2 separate regions of the Mus musculus genome follow, and region 1 is linked to region 2. The links are chromatin contacts, called in public promoter capture Hi-C maps. All regions are on one chromosome and are shown on one strand. Each heading gives the region's core, a stretch centred on a gene start, on an enhancer-like site or on the middle of the called end of the contact. The rest is flanking DNA. Distances are from core to core; before and after follow the strand shown. Region 1 holds the start of Ston2 (stonin 2). Region 2 holds the start of Cep128 (centrosomal protein 128).

Evidence for each region. Capture Hi-C pulls out chosen DNA fragments and counts their contacts.
Region 1: a contact with region 2 is called in a promoter capture Hi-C map of adipose tissue. The contact joins the promoter of Ston2 here to the promoter of Cep128 in region 2. A contact is called at or near these places in 17 of 39 promoter capture datasets (the C10 cell line, the HPC-7 cell line, cranial neural crest and 10 more), 1 of 15 datasets of contacts at CTCF or cohesin (the NIH/3T3 cell line), 44 of 484 Hi-C or Micro-C datasets (the C3H10T1/2 cell line, CD4 T cells, the HPC-7 cell line and 28 more), 23 of 115 datasets of contacts at active chromatin or transcription factors (the 230-238 cell line, the NIH/3T3 cell line, PVALB interneurons and 16 more) and 4 of 9 other capture datasets (adipose tissue, liver, macrophages and 1 more).

What each region holds. Positions count from the first base shown.
Region 1 is chr12:91,782,695-91,788,823 of GRCm38.p6, reverse strand. It overlaps Ston2 (stonin 2), which reads left to right and starts at 2,388. Exons shown (of 7, transcript NM_175367.6): 1 at 2,388-2,697.
Region 2 is chr12:91,379,057-91,386,099 of GRCm38.p6, reverse strand. It overlaps Cep128 (centrosomal protein 128), which reads left to right and starts at 1,691. Exons shown (of 26, transcript NM_181815.3): 1 at 1,691-1,866; 2 at 4,312-4,452.

The DNA of each region.
Region 1 (6,129 bases), core at 1,139-3,638, 400 kb before region 2:
CAGCATTAATCCCATCCATAGGTGTTCTTCCCCCTCCTTCCCAACACACACACCCAGACCTCGCCTTATAATACCAACCAGGGCTGTGTTGCGATCACATGATGGCTGATCTTTTTTTTTTTTTTAAGATTTATTTATTATTATATGTAAGTACACTGTAGCTGTCTTCAGATGCACCAGAAGAGGGCGTCAGAGAGCTCAGGACAGGTGGTTGTGAGCCACCATGTGGTTGCTGGAAATTGAACTCAGGACCTTTGGAAGAGCAGTCAGTGTTCTTAACCACTGAGCCATCTCTCCAGCCCATGATGGCTGATCTTAACTGACCACTTAACTAGATCAGGAATCAACCATAACTCATGCTACTGGGCAGTTCAGTGATGAATTTCCTTGATCGGGTTTATTTGAAGCAGGAAGTCCCATGCTAAATGAGCCATCACCTTCTGGCGGCAGTGCAGATAGACAGAGAAGCAGGAAGCTCTCGCTTCTTTGCCTGCTTGCCATCGCTGTTGCTAGCTAGCCAATCCATCTTTCCTGTGGATGGTGCGACCCTTTGTAGATCTTGAAGCCAGCTTTTCCCGGCTCTCTTATAGACTCAGGACCAGCAGCTCTCCAGGAATCTCAGGCCCTCAGGGTCAGAGCGGGACAGCTGAGACATCCAGCCTTGCGGACTGAATAGCTACTGGAATCTCAGCCTCTCCAGTGTGAGACAGCTGCTGTTGGACTACCCAGACAGACCACGTGATGTAAGTCAATCTAATATATATCCCCCTTTATGTATATATTCAGTGTATCAGTTCTTTTCCTTTAGAGAGTCCTAATGTATCAGGTATAATCATAGGAATGTAAATATCCATACCATAGCAAAAATGTTAATAATTTGCATTTGAGCATCTACTGAGATATTTTACATAAGATTGAATGAGTATGAGATTAAGTAACTTTATTAAAATGGCTCCTGAAGAGTTCAAATGATTTAAGTGACTCGCGTTCTGTTTCTAATAGATGAACTAATCTTAGCTATTTTATCCCGGGTCTTAGCCTATAGTCTGGCCATACAGTACAGGGAAACGTGGGCAAGCTCTGCGTTCACAACCACAGCAGAAAATGTCTTGTCACCCTGTGAGGTCCCATGATGTAAGAAGTGTCCTAGAGTGGAAAAGCCGTTCCATAAGGGTTGTATCCTGAAGCTCCGTTCACTGAGGCTCGTTCTACAGAAACGCCTCAGTATCAGCTCCTGTATCGTGGCTATGCTCTTGCAGCACAATTAAAAAAAAAAAGTTAGGACAGCCTAAATGTGCAACAACCTAGGACAAACTGGTAAACTGTGAATGAAGATATAGGTGACTGAGGGGGAAGCTCATTGGTAGAACACCTGTGTGGCATAATCAACACCCTGGGTTCATAGCCGGCACGTGCGCATGCGTACACGCGAATGCGCGCGCAGGGGAGGGGGGCGGCTATTATATCCATCTATGGAGTATATGCAACCATTGTAAAGACAGAGAATCTTAAGAATCGCCTGAGAAACTTAGAGAAAGAATCCAAAAAGGAAAGACTACCCAGGCTCCTCCAGAAGAAATTCTCGTTCATCAGGTGTCAGATGAGACCTGTCAATCTCTGTATTTTAAATAACGTTCTCCCAGAAGAGTGTGATACCCAGACAAGCTTGAATGAGGCTAAAATGATACATGTATGTAACTACATGAGAAAGATGCTCAAGTCGGTAAAATGCACCACTGGTTGTCGCCCAGGACTGCAGCTGCACAGGGGAAGATGGAACCACACATGTTCACAGAGAAAGATCTGAGCCCAGGCAGTCCTGGCGGCTGCCTCTGGGAAAGGGAAGAAGAAACGGACTCTGCATTTTTTTGTGTGTGTACTTCAGTGTTTGTTTATACATTGGAGAAGATGGAGGAAGGGTAAGGGGGAGGGGCAGGGGGAGAGGAGGAGTAAGAGGGGAAGGGGGATGATAGGAGGTAGAGGACAAGAAAGAACCTCTTGGGGTTTCACAGGTTCCCAAGTACATGGAAAGGGTGAACATGGGAGGAAGTGTCACTCAGGACCACAGCCATGCAGCCCAGGGACAGGCCCCGTGTGAGGACTCCAAGTGGTGCTCTGCTCTCTCTGGAGTCCCCGCCAAGCTCGACCTCACCCTGCAGCTAAGGCCCTCTCTCCCTCTGCTCCTTGGTGCTGAGCAGGGAGAGCCCAGACTTGGGAAGAGAGCTTTCCAGATCAACTTGGCCCACGCCAGCGCCAGCGTGGTGAGGTCATTCGGCACAGCTGCAAACTATTTCAAGGAAACAGGTGGTGGCTGTAACCTCTTCCAGGCTTGGGGTTTTGCTGGGAGAGAGGCCTCCTTCAAGGGCGTCTTCCCTGGGAGACCAGACACAGAGGTCTAGGCGGCTGGGAAAAGGGAGCACAGGGTCACAGGGCGTCCCCAGAAGCCTGCAGAGGTGTGTCCCTCCACAGCCGAAATCTCAGTGCCAGCTGTTTGTTTCTCCACCATAGCAGCTGGGAAACTGTTCCTCGGGAGCCGCACCTTCAGCAAGAAAACCATTCTCTCTAGAGAGGACCAATGGAGCCATGTAATTTGAAAGCTCTTGGATCATTTTAACTGGACAGCCAAGGTTGACACCAGCTGAAGTCCCTGGACAAGTATCACTCCCTTGGAAGCCTGCTTCGAATTTAGAACTTCAGGTCTGTACCCATCCTCCCTAAATCATCAGAATTGCATTCCCAAACAAGAGTCCCCGAAGAGTCTTGTGCCCTTTAGGATTTAGACGGTTGGCTTCTCTGGGCATGGGCCCAGCTGGTGGACACAGATCCTGGGAATTACAGAGGGGCTGCAAGACAGGTAAACACTGGCCTTCTATAAGATGCAGTGACCTCTCGAGGATGCAGTAAATTTGGCACAATTTTCCTTTGAATGTTTGTGCTGGGCATGACTTATCACTTAGCAGATTAGGGCTCCGATTGTGTCAGGATGGTTACTGGTTATGATCCTGAAACACAACCTGGTTAGTTGCCCAGCTTGTTTGAGCATGCGCTGGCTCCCTTTCTTCTCCAGCTCAGCCCCCATTCTGCCAACATCAAACTTTCTCACTGCCGCTCAGAACAGGGGATCAGAAAGTTCAGCACTCTCTCCGATTCCAGCACAGATTTTTCTGTTGAAATTGTGCTCCATCCTTAGGAAAAGCAAAACAATAGGAGGTTGTAGGTTCTAGCCATTGCCGTAGAAGCTGCAGAGGTAGGGTGCTTCTCTGCCAGCTGTTGAAGAGCAGGGTTCGGGCTTTGGCTTTGCCAAATCCTTGCTCCCCAGGTTTCTGCTAGCAGTTCACTTTTGGATGGAGAGTTAAAGACACTTTGTGGACGTAGCCCTGCAATGATTTGGGGACTGACCCGATATGATAATGGTTAGTAAGGGAGGACATTAAGCCATGCTATTCTTTCAATGATAGCAAAGCTTCTTCCAACCATGAGACTTAAAAGGCATGTGGTTGGTGGTATATGTCTTTGATCCCAGTATTTGGGAGGCAGAGGGAGATGGCCAGCCTAGTCTACATAACAAGTTCCAGGACCTGTCTCGAAAAAAAAAAACCAAAGACCAAAACAATCACACACACACACACACACACACACACCCCAAAAGCATAAATAAATAAATAAATAAATAAATGCCTAGTTACTCAGCAAACAAGCCTTTTCTAAATGCCAAGTTTTTGTACAACCATCCCACTTAATTATCAAAATGGCTCTTCAATACTGATAAGACACTTATTTTTAGGTGAGAAACTGGCTCAGAGATGTTTGGGCCTTGGGATAAAGGGCTTCGGAGTCACAGAATTTGGAGTCACACGGAGGTGTCCTGGGTCCAATGTCTCCTATGGGTCATTCTGTTAGGTGACTTTTCTCCATCCCAGAGCCTGCCTGCCATTGGATCCTGGAGTTCTTTCTAGTTAAATATTGGCTTATTTGTTCTTCCTTTGTTTTCTTTCCTGCTTGTGATGAAAGAAACATCATCTCTCCAAGTTGCTTCCCTTTCTTCTAAGATGGAAAGTGTTAGTCTATTAAGGACTCCAGCTTTGTATTTGTACGCTATAGGAGTTTTAAATGTCATCTCCCTGACTCTCTTTTACGCAAGAAAACATCTATTGTAGATGTGAGGAAATACACAGGAAAGCAAAAGGGAGGGATTTTTTTTTTTTGAGGGAAAGAATTCTGAGGGAATGAATCTTGGATACCAAGGGAAAAGAAAAATATGTTGTGTTTTTATGGATCAAAAAGGGGAAACTTCAGGCCATGGCAACGGTACAAGCAAGGCTCTTTTTTACACAGAGATTGATTCATTATTTTCTTTTTTTGCAGTGCTGAAGATTAAATCCAGAGCCTAGGCAAATGCTTTACCATGGAGCCACACCCCAGGTCTGCTTGGTTCCTTTGTTTTTTTTGGTTCATGATCTCTAATATACTGCTTTCATGAACTAAAAGCCATATGAGATTTTAAAGAACAAATTTGATTTTCTTATTAATCGATTTTCTTATTTGCACCATATGGGATGGAACTCAGGCTTTCACCTATACTGGGGCGAGCCTTTATTGCTGACTGTATCGCTAGCCCTAGAACTTGATTGTAAGCTATAAATGATCCAAAATGACAGTATCCATGATATCTAATGGGTCCTACACACCAGGCACCATCCTAAACACTGATGCTATGAGCTTCCAGATCTGAGTGGCGATGAGTCATTCTTGCTTTCATAGCACCTAGGGCTGTTCCTGCACAAAATACACAAGATCCGTAAACATTTATGTAACAAAGGAATCTTGCCTTGGAGGCGAAGATGCTAAGGGCCAAAGTGTAGAGAGCAACGCCATTCTATACTATTGATTTCAAGTTCAATGGAAGTCTGATTAGAGGCGTAGTGAAGGAGTTGAGGATGTTGCAGAACCTGAGGTGGGGGGTTAAAAAAAGGATCTGAAAGAGTCTTCAGGTAATGAGATGGAAGGAGACACTTGGTCCTAAGCTTGACAATTTGAGTTCTTTCTCCAGAAACCAAGGGGTGGAAGGAGAGAACCAATTTCTTCATATTACCCTCTGGCCACCACAACTATACACTATAACAATGGCTCTCCCTCCTACCCCTACAAAAAAACAAAACAAAACAAAAACAATACATGTCATGTTACAAACTGTAAGATTCTCCAAATCTTCGTAGCAAAATTTTCTACTTGCAAAAAACACTGAGTGCTAAAGAAAAGGGCCATGCCCTTTAAAGAGATTTCTTTAATCTTCCCTGACTCTTTCTCAAGACCAGCCATTTAAAATCATTCTTTGTCACTTACTTATGTGTGCACTCCCAAGGAGATCAAGGGGTGTCAGATTCCATAGAACTCAGGTACCAGGCAGTTGTGAGCAGCCTGATGTGGAAGCTGGGCATGAAACACAGTCGTCTAAGAACAACGCCCTCTTTTAACTACCAAGCCATCGATTCCGCTTAAGACGCTTTATTTTTAATTTTTAAAAATTTGTTTGTTTATTTATTTAATGTCTATGAGGACACTATAGCTGTCTTCAGACACCAGAAGAAGGCATTGGATCCCATTACAGATGGTTGTGAGCCACCATGTGGTTGCTGGGATTTGAACTCAGAACCTCTGGAAGAGCAGCCATTGCTTTTAACCGCTGAGCCATCTCTCCAGCTCCAAGACCAGCGCTTTAAAGTTGTCTGACATTGCTACTCGTTTCTGTTTCTACTATGTTCCATAAATTGACTAATCCATATATACTTGTGAATGAAAGCACTTTGCATAAAGATATGGCTAAGTCCCTGTTGGACTGATACGTCACAAAGACAATGCTAAAGGAGATAGGAAGAGTGAAATATTTCTGAAGGGTTTCTGGCTTGAGCCAGGCTATGGGCATAGACACAGGTTCTCCTACTCCCTTAACAGTTAAGATGGTTTTAATATGGTGTTTGTTTGTTTGTTTGTTTGCTTGTTGACATTCTTGCCATGGAGCTCTGGCTGATTTAGAACTTACTATGTAGCCCAGGCTGGCTTCAAACTCACAGAACTTCACATGCCCCTGCCTCTCTAGTGCTGGGATTAAAGGCGTATACCACCACACAT
Region 2 (7,043 bases), core at 442-2,941:
CTTTAAAACGGAGTCAATAGAACTGAACACACACAGCTGGACAACAATATTATTAACAATTAATTTTTACTAATGTAATGCACTCACGTATAACCAAAGTTATTCTAGCATTTGGGTAATACATTTTTGGCAGTTGATCAGATATACTTTCCTAAGGAAGGGTTTCTCTTGTGTTTCTACATAGATCCTGTGGCAGTGGTCTCCCCTCCACCACTGTCATGAATTGCTTCCATTCATCTCCTTCCATTGGCTCTAAGCAACTGAAGCAAAACAATGGTACTTTTAAATCTCTTCATTACCCCTGTGTCTTCTCTCTAGAAGACAGAATCCTAAGATGATTCAATATTCATATTTGCTAAACTGAATAAAATTATCTTGTGAAACTTAGCTATTAACGAACAGAGCCATTATGCCTCTGCAGGCATTGCTGGTATGGTTGTTCTGAATTAAGTTGCTCTCTGTGTCAGCTGTAGTGTCTTGGAGAGGCACAATTGTGGATGCAATTACTTAGGTAAATCTTTAGAAAAATTTATGCTTAAACTTGATAGGAAAAGCCTTTAAGTGAGCAGGGTGGGGACTTTGGGGGGAAGGAGATATTTTAAAAGGTCAGATCCATTTGTTTCAATCCCTAAGTGGGAAGATTAAGTGGGTAATTCATGATTCTAACATAAAATGTCCACAATAGAAAACCTAGATTATACAATGATCAGCAGTTCTCAACCTGTGCGTCACCATCAGAAAACATATATTTCCAATGGTGTTAGGAATCCCCAACCATCAATTTATTTTCATTGCCACTTCAAAACTGTAATTTTGCTATGGAGTGGTTTCTCAATTCCTATGACCATCAGAAATATGTGTTTTCTGAAGGTCGCTACTCACAGGTTAAGAAGCATTGATAACTGTTTTTTAGGCTTCAGGAAAACCTTCATAGATCAGATAAAATTTAATTCTAGCTTTGGGGAGGATCGAGTCTCTCTCTCTCTCTCTCTCTCTCTCTCTCTCTCTCTTTGACAGAGTAGAAGGAAAAGAAAGGTGCCTAATTATTTTTCACTTCTTAGTTTTTCTCAAAGCTCTCCTTCCTTAAGGTTTTAATTCTCTCATTATAGCTGAAACTGACTCCCCCCCCCACCCCCCCGAGCAGAAAACACTTCTTTCATTTTCTTGTGAGGACATAACAAGCTAGTAAGGAACATACTACCTCATATTGCATTTGTAGTTTGCCAGGGAGGAGAGGTGAGATCTTAGTCACTCCAGGCAGAGAGTGTTTCACTTGATAAACTTGTTTACTCCCCTCCAAGCCTTAAGCCATTAGAATAGGACGTTAAAGCGATTTTAAAATCTCACTGTTGGCTTTTATCCTTTGATGTGTCCTAATAAGTAAAATTACACTCAGTGTCGCGAGACATTTGAATTCACTTTCGAGCAGGAGTTTGCGGCTTCACAGGCTACTGGCCCTTAAAAAAAACAAAATTAGTGCGGGAAAAGAAGGCAGGGCTCCAGGTCTGTAAAGACCGCTTAGCCAGTTTCTTCCGGGAAAGGCAAGTAGAGGCCCTGCTCAGAGCATGCTGGGACTTGCAGTTTATCTCCTGTCATTTCCTGTTATTTCTTGCTACATCTCCCTGCTCTGGAGTGTGGGATGGACTACAGCTCCCAGAGGGCCAGGCGGCGGCGGCGCGTCTTGTGCTCTAGCGGTGCCTGGGCGGCTAGTTCAAGTTGCCATAGCTGCAAGTCCCGGGTGAGCGGAGTCGGTTGCGAGGCAGCGTTGGGTCAGTTGCACCTTCGGGGTCGCTGGTAGCCGCGGGAGCCGGGTGGGGCCTCGGTGATGATCCGGCGTTAAGAACTTGGAGTCACCTTGGGTCTAAGGTACCTGCCCTTCTCTGTTCTCTTGTCCTTTCTCTCATTTCCCCCTGCAGAGACATTTGCGTCCCACTTCCCCTTGTCCTAGGGTGGAGACACAAGATCTGCACGGGTACGCGGGGTGGACCGGGAGTGTGGGTGCAGTGTTTGGTGACGTGGGGGTCATGGCGTGTTTGCATCCCTCAGCAGCTCGTCCACGGTCAGGTCCTGGCCACCTCACTCAACGCGCCTTGTCCTGGCTTTGGAGCAGCTTGCCCAGGGCTCCCTCCTAGGCGCTTCAAGCTGTCTGACATTGGTTTTGACTGCCCCAGGGGTATAATTGGTGCATATCTCTGTCCTTTCGTCACTCGATTTTCCTCTGCTAAGTAAGGAGATGCCCGGGGTCATAGTGGTTAGTCGCCCCCTTTTGGAATTAATTAATAAAAATACCAAACTTTGAATCCCAGCTGCCAGTCAGGGTTGGTTTAAGGGAGTGGGTCTGTTAGGCAAAGCTCGATGTTGTAGCGTCCTTGTTAGGATTATGCAAAGCATTTGGCACAGTGCCTAGCACCTAGCAAATTCTCGTTACTTCTTCCTAAAACTTCCTGCGTCTAACAGAAATAGCATACGAACCGTTCAAGTGGTTTTTAGTTTTATAGTACCTGTATTACAATAAAAGTAAAAGGAAACTTCTGAGACTAATCTTAATTTATTTGGCCCAGGGCATAAAATGTACTGAAGTATATTTTACTTCACGTAAATATACAAGTAGCAAATATGAAACTTTTGTGTTGTTTGTTTGTTTGCTTATTTATTTATTTATTTATTTATAGATAGGGTTCCACTGTGTGGCACTGGTTGACCTGGAACTCACAGTGTAGCCCAGACAGGTCTAGACATTGCAGAGATCTACCTGCCTCATCCTCCACGTGCAGAGAGCAGAGGCTTCTGGTACTACCAGGGCCTTATGTTTTTTGATAATGGTATAGGATGTTCAGAATCTGGCATATACTGATATTTCATATTCATAGTGTGTATCAATTTGAGCTGGCCAGGTTTCTATTGTCATAGCCATATAACTGCTGCACTGGACAGGCAAGAGAGAAGATGAACTTTGACAGCTGTAGCTTGGTATAGGGCAGTGGTTCTCAACCTGCCAGTCGCGTCAGCATGGGGAATCACATGACCCTTTCACAGGGGTCACCTTAGACCATTGCAAAGCACAGGTATTGAAATTATAATTCATGACTGGAGCAAAACCACAGGTATGAAGTAGCAACACAGATAATTTTATGGTTGGAGGACCAACCCATGACATGAGGAACTGTATTGAAGGGTCGTGGCATTAGGAAGGCTGAGAACCACTAACGTAGAGAAATTTCATCGTGCCTAGGGCTCGTCATGTGATGAAGGCTGCTTTGTTAGATAAGTGTGTAGTAAGCCTTTGCTTAACTGGCCTCTTGAACATCTCCTAGTCTCACATCTCTTTTCTTTTCCCAGAATACCCTTCTTGGAATGCTTATTGAAGTATACAGATATCGGCTTTGTTAGATGATTTTTCTAAGGGTCCTTACAGTTTTAGAAGTAGCCATAAAGTGTTGAGAATCCTTTCTACCCTTTGCACTTTCCTACAACCAAATACACAATGCATTTGTTTATTTATTTGTTTGATCACTGTGAGAACTGATCCACCATACATATATAATATTGCCTTTAAAGAGGTGGAGGCTAGCCTAGACTTACAAATGAGCCTGCATGTTAATCTTACTACTAAAGTTAGTCTCCCACCTGATAGATATACTCAGAGTGAGTACTTTCTCTAGACTTGGGGTACAACTCACCCTCTAGCGTGACCTAGCAAGTCTAGTGATGGTGAGTTATGGATAGAAGATACCGGGTGCTAGGGATTTGCAGGCTGGGCATCTGGTACCACATGGGCTTCTGGACGGCATAGGAGTGTATTTTCACTCCTCCCGGTATTCTCTGATCTGTGCATAGGAAAGTGTCTTAGCCAGGGTTTCTATTTCTGGACAAAACATCTCGACCAAGAAGCAAGTTGGGGAGGAAAGGGTTTGATCAGCTTACATTTCCAGATTGCTGTTCATCACCAAGGAAGTCAGGACTGGAACTCAAGCAGGTCAGAAAGCAGGAGCTGATGCAGAGAGGCCATGGAGGGATGTTCCTTACTGGCTTGCTTCCCCTGGCTTCCTCAGCCTGCTCTCTTATAGAACCCAAGACTACCAGCCCAGAGATGGCACCGCCCACAAGGGGACCTCCCCACTTGATCACTAATTGAGAAAATGCCGTGCAGCTGGATCTCATGGAGGCGTTTCCCCAACTGAAGCTCCTTTCTCTGTGATAACTCCAGCTGTGTCAAGTTGACACAAAACTAGCCAGTACAGAAAGATAAAATCATTTTCATTAAAAATTCAAGTTATAGTTCTGTCTGCTCCCTGTCTCGTTGGTTTGTAGGTGTTTTGGAGGGAGTGTAGAGGCAACCCAAAAGATCATCTACTCGACTAGACCTCTTGCCCTGAACCTCATGAAGAAATGATAGGAGGCAGGTACCCTGAGCTCAAAGGACGGCAGCGCAGAGTTCTGGGAGTGCACTTTGTAAGTATGCTTTTTTCCCAAGTGTAGCATCTGAGGAAATGGTCTACATTTACTGTATATTCAAAGTGGGAAGGGCCATGCCAAAAGTAGGAATTGGGGTGGGGCAAGAAGCCCCCTTTTGATATTCATATAAAATTAAAACAGGGTAGCTGTGCATGGTACAGCAAAAAGAAATCAGATGAACAAATGAGTGGACACACACCTTCACCTTTACCAAAACCAGCAGTGTAGCTGCTTTTATTAAACAGGTGTTTGGAAACCTGCTCTCTCCCAAAGAGGGCTGGGGTCCCTTTCCCAGGCAATACGTTCAACTCCTTTTCACACTTATAAGCATTTGTCAGAAATGTGTTCAAGGTGCAAATAGGCTCCTTGCTTGGAAATTCCTGAGCCAAAAGAGTGAGTTTTGTTTCCAGATTTTCCAACCACAGATTCCCAGTCCTGCCTCTTGGCTATTTATAATTGTTCTCTAGTGGATTTGACTGACACTCAACATTTCCGGATTGATCTTTTTAAATGTTTAAATGATCTGACTTTTTCTTTTCTTTTTTAAACACAATAAATGGTCTATTGAGGTAAATAGTTGTAATTTGTGATTTCCATAATTTGATAATGTTCAACACAAACTGTCACTGGTTATCAAAGATTTAGTGTTAAAGCTTAATTTTTGTAATAGATTCAAGATTCTGGACTTTGGAAAGAATGCCTTCTGTTGTATTTTGCTGGTGAGAGGCGCTGATGCAGGCGTTCTGGGGCCCTGCACTCAGTTCCTACCAAGACTTCTCATATGGAAAATTCTTAGAATTCAGGAATTTTTGAGTTAGCAAGATGTAAGTCTAGTTGGTTAATGCACTCTAGGAATTCTTACCTACACAAATTGACACATTTGGAACTCGTATAAAGATGCTTCAGGATAGATTCACTATTAGACCTTTCATCATGTTAGGGGGCTCATTAGACTGTCTTGAATATAGTCATGCTCTTTAAAGTCTGTTTTCCTATGTAACTCTGTATTGTTAAATGGTCATACAAATACTGGAGGCAAGGTTTGGAATACAGCCCAGGCTGATCTGGAACTCAGAACCCCTGCTTCAGCCTCCCCAGTGCTAGGATTCAAGGTGTGCTCCACTTACCTGGGCCACTGCCTTATCTGTTTGAACTCTTACCTTTGTGGCTTAGTGATTAGATATAGTTAATGTATCCCTCAACCAGGGGATTTGTTTCTTATAATTCTTAAATGAAATTCGTATACATGTATCTTATACATAAGTTGTACACACAAACACCCATACCCCCTCCCACACCCTCCCCGCACATGCACATACTTTTGTTTTCTTGAGACACTGATCATAGAAGCAGAGTTTCTGAGTCAAAGTGTGTGTATTTACTTGTTTTGCCAAGTCATTCTCTAGAAAAGTTGCCCTCATGTTTATAGACAGTATGCTTTTACTTACTTAACCATTGCGGGCAGGTGCAGGGGTGTGTGCTACAGGCATGTAGAAGGCAGAGGACAACTTTTGGCAGTTGGCTCTCTTCTTCCATCATGGGCTCCCAGGACTGAACTCAAGACAAGTGCTTTTATCTGCTGAGCCACCTTGCTAGCTTTTGTAACTACTACTTGTACACCATAGAGTGTCCTTGTTAACCTTGAGGGTGAGAGCTTTGCTCATCTGTCCCAAACAGAAGAACAAGGACACCATTTTATTGTTTTAATTTTCAGTTCTTCAGAGAGATGAAGTATATTTATGCATTTGGCAGGGACACTTCTATTCTGTGAACTGCCTGTCTGTGTTCCTGTTGTGCCTTTTACTACTGGAGTGTTATTATTTTTGTGTGCTTTTTGAAGAGCTAATTACTCCCCCTGGCTCCTCTATAATGCACACATTCTGAGTTTTTCCTTTGCTTCCGGTGTCTTGTTCTGCTATTTAGAAATGACCTGAAGAGACTTAGCAAGCCTTTCTCAGCTACTCATCTTCCTATGATTAATATAATAGCCCTTAACATAAATCTGCATACTGCTAAATGACTGGAGGATTGGAGAAGCCACCATTCGTGGTTACGTGACGGACATTTCCAATCTCTGTGTGCACAGGGTTTGTCGTGAAACAGGTGCTCCTGAGTGAATGAGTGAGCGCTTGTGAATGAGCAAGTTCACACATGAATGGGTGTGCGAATTAAAAGCCGAGCTGGAGCTAGACTCTTTCCAATGAAGAGCGACGTTGAGGAAGAAGTGTGCTATGGTTGTTATTTTAAAAGATGGATAGTCAGTTTTACAGATTGAGGTAAAAGGAAAAGCTTCATGGTGGGCAGGTGAAGGTTTTTAAATGTCAAAAATGGATTTGTTCGTAAGCAATAATTGGTATGTTGAAACTCACCGGATGAAGAGCTCTGGTGAAGAAGAGATGATATAATTTGGAGTTTAAATAGTACAGGCAATTGTACTAAGTGCACTTACTCTATGTAACCAAGTAGCTGCAAGTGACCATTGTAAGTTCAAATGACTTCACAAATAATTGAGTAAACTCTGGTTTGGCCCAGTCACTAGGCAGTTTTAGTATATGCTACATAAATTTGAAATGCTGCCTTGTTTATTA